Regions from separate parts of the Rattus norvegicus genome. Here region 1 is linked to region 2. A link is a contact called in public Hi-C data. All regions are on one chromosome and are shown on one strand. Each heading gives the region's core, a stretch centred on a gene start, on an enhancer-like site or on the middle of the called end of the contact. The rest is flanking DNA. Distances are from core to core; before and after follow the strand shown.

Region 1 (2,957 bases), core at 82-2,581, 80 kb after region 2:
GACCCAATAGAATGCCTTGCCTTGGAGGGCTTATAAAGCTGCATAGGAGAGTGTGGTTAGCTGCATAGGAGTGTGTGGTTAGCTGCATAGGAGAGTGTGGTTAGCTGCATAGGAGTGTGTGGTTAGCTGCATAGGAGTGTGTGGTTAGCTGCATAGGAGAGTGTGGTTAGCTGCATAGGAGAGTATGGTTAGCTGCATAGGAGAGTGTGGTTAGCTGCATAGGAGTGTGTGGTTAGCTGCAGGACAGAGCAGATTGTCAGAGAGAGGACACATCAATAGTGACACGAAACTTAAAGACGTATTAATAAAATTGTACTTTGTAGAAGCTAGGGGGCCTACCCTAGCGTCTTGTGACCCTTGTGCCAGAGAGTCCTAATCTAGCAACTTGCCAATGCAGACACTAAAACTACACTTGCCTGGAAAATATTCTTTTTTTAAAATTAATTTACTTATGCCTAGAAAACATTCTTTCTTTTTTTTTTCTTTTTCGGAGCTGGGGACCGAACCCAGGGCCTTGCGCTTGCTAGGCAAGCGCTCTACCACTGAGCTAAATCCCCAACCCCCCTAGAAAACATTCTTAAAACACATTACCTTTTCTTTAAAATGCCTAAGACCTGTGTGGATCACAGGGTTCCTGCTCTGCCCGCCCTCCCCATCCCTCCCGAGCTGGAGATAAAGCAGGGAGCTGAAGCAGAGGACTGTGGGACTAACATGCAGAGTCGAGGAAGCCGGAGCTGCTGTGCGGCAGGGTCTGCGTGGCCACGGTGGTGGTGGAGGGTGAAGAGACAGGCTTCTTCTCCTCTTCCGCTGAGTCCTTAGATGGCTCCGACGGCTGTGGTGTGGAGGACCGTCCGAACCTTGAGAACAACATTCCTCCAAGCCCCTTTCCAATGCTAGCAGCCCCTGCATGGCACAAAACAGGGCCGTCGGTCACTCAGCTGACTGAGCTCTCTGCTGACTCTGCTCACGGCACCCTGGAGGGCACCACCCAGAATTACAGCCGACTGCAGAGGGACTCAGCCCTACTCACTCTTCCCCAGGGTGGGGACCTAAAAATACTCCAATTTTACTGTAGATTTCAAGTAAGAATGATGTTTAAAAGAAGTGAAGTATAAATTCTAAAACTACAGATAGAGGAATATACAACAAAGGCAACCAAGGTGTTATTTTATCCCAATCTTCATTATAATGAAGTATATGGCAAGATTAAACATATTTAACAAAAGACCCATGCTGTTGACATGGGGACTCTACCTACTATTAATGGGTATACGTCTTACTAAATTTATGCTATAAAAAGCCACTAGTAACCTTTGCACATGACATCAACTAGCAAGCAAGTCTGATAGCTCAGGCCTACTTAGAGTGCCATCTTGTGGCACTTATAAAGAGGACACTGTCAGAAACAAAGGGCAAATTCAAGTGCTATGCTGGCACAGAAAGTTACTCGAGGAGAGACGAATATCCCTATTGCCTAGGGAAGCAAAAGGACTAAAGAATTTCACTTTGAGAGGACATCGGAGTCCTTGATGCTCCCAGAATGCAGAAGAGCAATAAAACAGCAGTTTTAGGATCCCTCAGCAAGTCACAGAGCCAAGACTGTAAGGAGCAACAGAATGTCCTTTCTTTTCCATCAGTCTAGTCAGAGGATGTCAGAGAATCTGCTTCAGTCAGCAGGGAAGCTCATGCAGAAGGGGTGACAGGTAAGGAATGAGCAACGTACCCAGTATGCTCGCTTTGCCAATGTTAGTTATGGATTCCCCATAGTGGCGCCGAGATAAGACTGGGGAGGTTACAGGGCTCGGGATAGCTGCGATGTTCTCACTCTCTGAAGCTGAGGTAGGCTCTTTTGCTGGGTTGAGAAAGTTTGGCTTCATATGCTCATAAGGTAGAGGGTTCGAAGTGTTGTACCAGTGGATCTGGACTGGAGAAATGTTGCTGTAGTGTTTCAGAATCAATGGCTCTAATCTGTAGGCCTAGATTTTTAAAAATGCAAAGAAACATGACATTAATTCACAATTTCTGGATTTTAGTAAAATGTTTATCCCTAAAGCTGTTGAATAAAAATCTTAGAGCAAGAATTTTAAAAATGGCTATTTGAAAAACATTTCTGTTAATATATGAGGCTGTCTAATTACACGTCCCTAATAATGAGAGTATGAAAACAAAAGAAAAATAACAAAAACTGAGTTAGCTTTGACTGCCAGTGTCTACTAACTCATTTTCAGAGAAAAAGACTGTTTTACTAATTCTGACATGATCTAACAGGACTTTTGTCAGACTCACAAAGCTGAAGTGGATGACGGCCCAGACCTTATTACACTTGATTTCAAACACGTGACTCCAGCAAGAGTCTAACTTGAAAGCCAAGGAAGGGAAGCATCTAGCAAGTCAACTGTTAGTAGTGGTGTGGTTCAGATTCTCACCTGTCACCAACCCACGGCCATTTGTTATGTCACAAAGCTCTCAGCGCTGTCTTAGAGGAAAGGAGAGCAAGTCTGTAAAACCTGGCTGATGCAGGTCTGCACAAGGCATTACGAGAGCATTAGGATAAAGCAGAGCAGCTTGGCAAGACGCCCGCCTAGGACGTGTGAAACTCTGGGTTCGAATCCCAGCACCAGACACAGAAAGATGAATTTGAGATGTTCAAAGAAGACAGAACTCCTGGGTGAAGCGAAACACAGCCATGCTGGTCACACAGCCATGCTGGTCACACAGCCATGCTGGTCTCAGAAGTGACTGCCGTGACTGTGGTCACATCTAAGCCTCACACTCGCAGGGCGGTCACTTGGCAGACGCTTACTTCCGCTTTTCGCTGGGGCTTTCTCTCATACAGGGCAGTTGTGAGCTGAGACACAGGGGGCTTTCTAAAGCTCCGTTGGTACCAGCTTCAGGTCTTTCAAAGGACACCACACAATTACAATAAAGGCCAATTCAGATTCGTTGTGTGCGGTAGA
Region 2 (3,052 bases), core at 89-2,588:
GAAAACGGTTTGCCTTATCACAAAATGGGTAGTGCCATTTTCTCAAATATCCTGGGTGACAGCCCTGGCTTACAATCGAGGCAGAATCAATCCAGTATCCATGTGTACTCAAATAAATACTGTCAACTTCAACTCAGTTTAGTGTCTGCTTGAAAAGAAAAAAAAAAAGAAAAAAAGAACCACCAAAAAAACGAAGTTCTTTCATTGGCTTCTTAATGCTCGAAATAGCTCACTTCCAACTCAGAATACAGATACCAAGTTTGTGAAGCACTGCCCCACCCCTCGCAAGAGCTCAGAGTGGAACATTTCAGGGCACTCCATCACGTAGTACAGCTACAGAAACTTCATACCGACCGACGCCAGTGCACACTCTCCCCAATAAACAGCGTCATCCACACCCAGGTTCAATGAGGGTATGAGGCGTTAACACCTACAGACCCGTAATACCACATTCACAACTTTCACCTGCATACTCTCCTCCTCGTTGCTTTCAACAAGTCGTCCCGGGAATCCGCAGTTAACTATTTAGTAGGCTCGAATCACTACCTTATGTAAAAATCAAAATAACAAACAGGACGCGGAGGGGAGCGAGTCTATGCGCCCCGATAGCAACAAATTTCGCATTTTAAGCGCAGCACACGCCGGGTGCTAGGATCTCCCAATCCCACCCCTCCCCCCGCCGTCTTTCCTCCCCACCCCCTCCTCTCATTCTGGGAAGTCTTCATTGGAGGCATCAGGGGTGCTACTCACCGAGTTTTTCCACCAACTTCAGCATCACCCCTCCGATGTGCACCTCCCCGGTCACTCTGAGGGTGACATCACGGTTCAGGTCGGTGACATGGACGCTCAGTTCCCACGTCCCGTCCGCGTAGCAGCCATCTGGCATCCTTATCCCGTCCAGAGCCATGGCTCCTTCCTGCGAGCGCGGAGGAAATGGCTCTCGTCAGCGTCACTCCCCCAAAGGAAGACAAACCCCACCGAGTCCACGGCGCCGGCCGCAGCAAGGGAGAAGGCGGAGGAGCCGCGGCTAAGCGCGCACCCCCGAGGGCCCGGTTGCGGGCGCCTCGGCACCCAGACCGCGGCCTCCGCCCGCCGCACCCGCCTAGCGGACTCGGGCGCCTTCACCTGCCGCCGCTGCGCCCGGCCCGCTCCGCGCCTCCCCACCCGGCCCGGGTGACCGCGCTGCGCTGGCCCGCGCTCCGCTCCGCTCCGCCGCGTCCTCCCCGCGCTCTGTTCTCCCGCTGCGCCCCTCACCGTGCTCCTCCCGCCCGGCTCCCGCGGCAACAGGCGAGGCCGGCGGCGCCCGCGTCGCTGCTTCTGAGGGAAGCGAAGGCTCCCGCTGCGGCTAATGGAGTCCCGGCGCCGCGGCCCCCGCCCCACCCCCTCTCCCCGCCCCGGCCCCGGCCCCCGCCCCGCAGTACCGCCCGCAGCCGGCCTCCGCCCCCTCCTCTCCGGCTCTCCTCCCGCCGCGCTCCCGCGGGGGCCGCGCGCGCTCTGGTGGGGCCCGGGCGGCGCGCGCCTCGGGGGAGCGCCGCGGGGGGAGGCGGCGGCCGCAATCTCGGCCCTGCGGAGCGCTGCCCTTTTATGGAAATGAAGGACCAGGCGCAGGGATGGAATCCAACATCCGGGCTCTCGGCTGCGGAGCTGGGGAGGGGGGCGGGGGCGCGCGCGGGGCCGAGGCGGCGCCTGCAGCGGGGTCCCGGGTTCGTGCGTGAGAAGCAGCCTCGCCAAGTTCCCAGACCCCGGGACCTGTGCGTGGAACCCGGGCGCGAAGGCACCGCGCCGGGGAGCTAGGGAGAGAAGTTGGGATGCAGAAACTTTACGATGTCTGCCTTGAACATCCCACAAGAGTAGGAGAAAGGACAGAGGAGCGATGAGCCACAAAAGTTGCCTGGCAAGCAGGGTCCCCCTCCAATCCGCAGCTCCTGCGGGACCCCGAGAGATGGCGAGCATTACAAATCCCTCGGACACAAATGCCTGCCAGACCCAAGAGGGTGGCCCATGCGCTCCTGCTGGAAAAGGGGGACCACCCCCCACCCCCTCCCCGGGCAGTGGCTTACCCGAGACCGCTTCTCCACCCTCGCCAACTGTTTGCGCGTATTTGGGACTTTTCCTCCACAACTTAGAGGACTCAGTGTTCTGGTTGCACGCACATTCTCTTCCTCACCCTCCGACACACCTCGAAGACATTTAAGTAGCTCTGAACCGGTGTTCAGAGGACAGAACTTTTACCTGTTATAGACTTTGACTAGTGATAGAGAACGATCTCCGACAGCCCACTTCCACGTTCCCTTTAACTATTACACTCTGTTGAAAGGAACTGTTCAGAATCAGCAAGTCAGGGAGAGTCAGATAAGACACTGTAAAAGATCCAGGCTTTTAAAAAGTGTCTTGGACTTCTTGAACTGCCCTACACGCTTCAAAGGGGAAATCTACCGCGCAAACAACCCTTTGTTCATCCATACAACATCGAAAGAAAAAGCACAGTCGCCAGAAAGGAGTGGACACCCGTAAGGGAGTGAAAGCAGAAAAACTTAGTCAAATGCCAGAGGTTTGGGAGTGGAAAAAAAAGGGAAACCACTCATCTAACGCTAGCTAGTCATCATGGAGAAACTGATGCCTCTCTCTAAGCTTGCCTCTCTCCAGTTATTTCTACTTGTAGACGTTTGTGAGTGGTTTACTTAGAAACAGTGTTGTTCAGGGTGGAAACGGCGTTGATGAAATTATGTTGTTGGAAAAATATAGGAGAATGTTTTTTAATAATGTAGAGAATTAGTTGCGTGGGTAAAAGATAAAAAACAAAACAAAACAAAAAAACAAACAAACAAAACACTTTACAAACCAGGCGTAGTGGTGCATGCCTTTAATCCCAGCGCTCGGAAGACAGAGGCTGGCAGATCTTTCTGAGTTCAAAGCTAGCCAGGCCTACATAGTGAGTTCCAGGACAACCTGGACTATTAGAGAGACTCTGTCTCCAAAAAGCAAACAAACAAAGATCTGTAGAAAACCCCGTACGTGCCACTGTAAAATCAAGAACCCAACCATTTTTAAA

Evidence for each region. A called contact is a pair of places that touch in the nucleus more often than the background predicts.
Region 1: a Hi-C map of Schwann cells shows a contact between it and region 2, with 2.8 times the contacts expected there. The contact joins the enhancer-like site here to the promoter of Fermt2 in region 2. A contact is called at or near these places in 1 of 12 Hi-C or Micro-C datasets (Schwann cells) and 1 of 1 datasets of contacts at active chromatin or transcription factors (oligodendrocytes).

What each region holds. Positions count from the first base shown.
Region 1 is chr15:21,310,215-21,313,171 of GRCr8, forward strand. Ddhd1 (DDHD domain containing 1) reads right to left here. Exons shown (of 12, transcript NM_001033066.2): 10 at 1,724-1,976; 11 at 712-903. It overlaps LOC108352894 (a long non-coding RNA gene), which reads left to right. Exons shown (of 4, transcript XR_010058119.1): 3 at 1-2,957. Among named protein-coding and RNA genes, the nearest start is that of Rps29-ps19, 35 kb to the left of the region's middle. Within about 2 kb of position 1,332, at least 22 of the 93 cell types and tissues checked have an H3K27ac peak or open chromatin away from gene starts, as enhancers often do. A contact at or near this core is called in Schwann cells, where this site is marked.
Region 2 is chr15:21,230,112-21,233,163 of GRCr8, forward strand. Fermt2 (FERM domain containing kindlin 2) reads right to left here and starts at 1,339. Exons shown (of 15, transcript NM_001011915.1): 1 at 1,255-1,339; 2 at 751-916. The coding sequence starts at 907. All of the region lies in intron 1 of Rps10l6 (ribosomal protein S10-like 6), which reads left to right.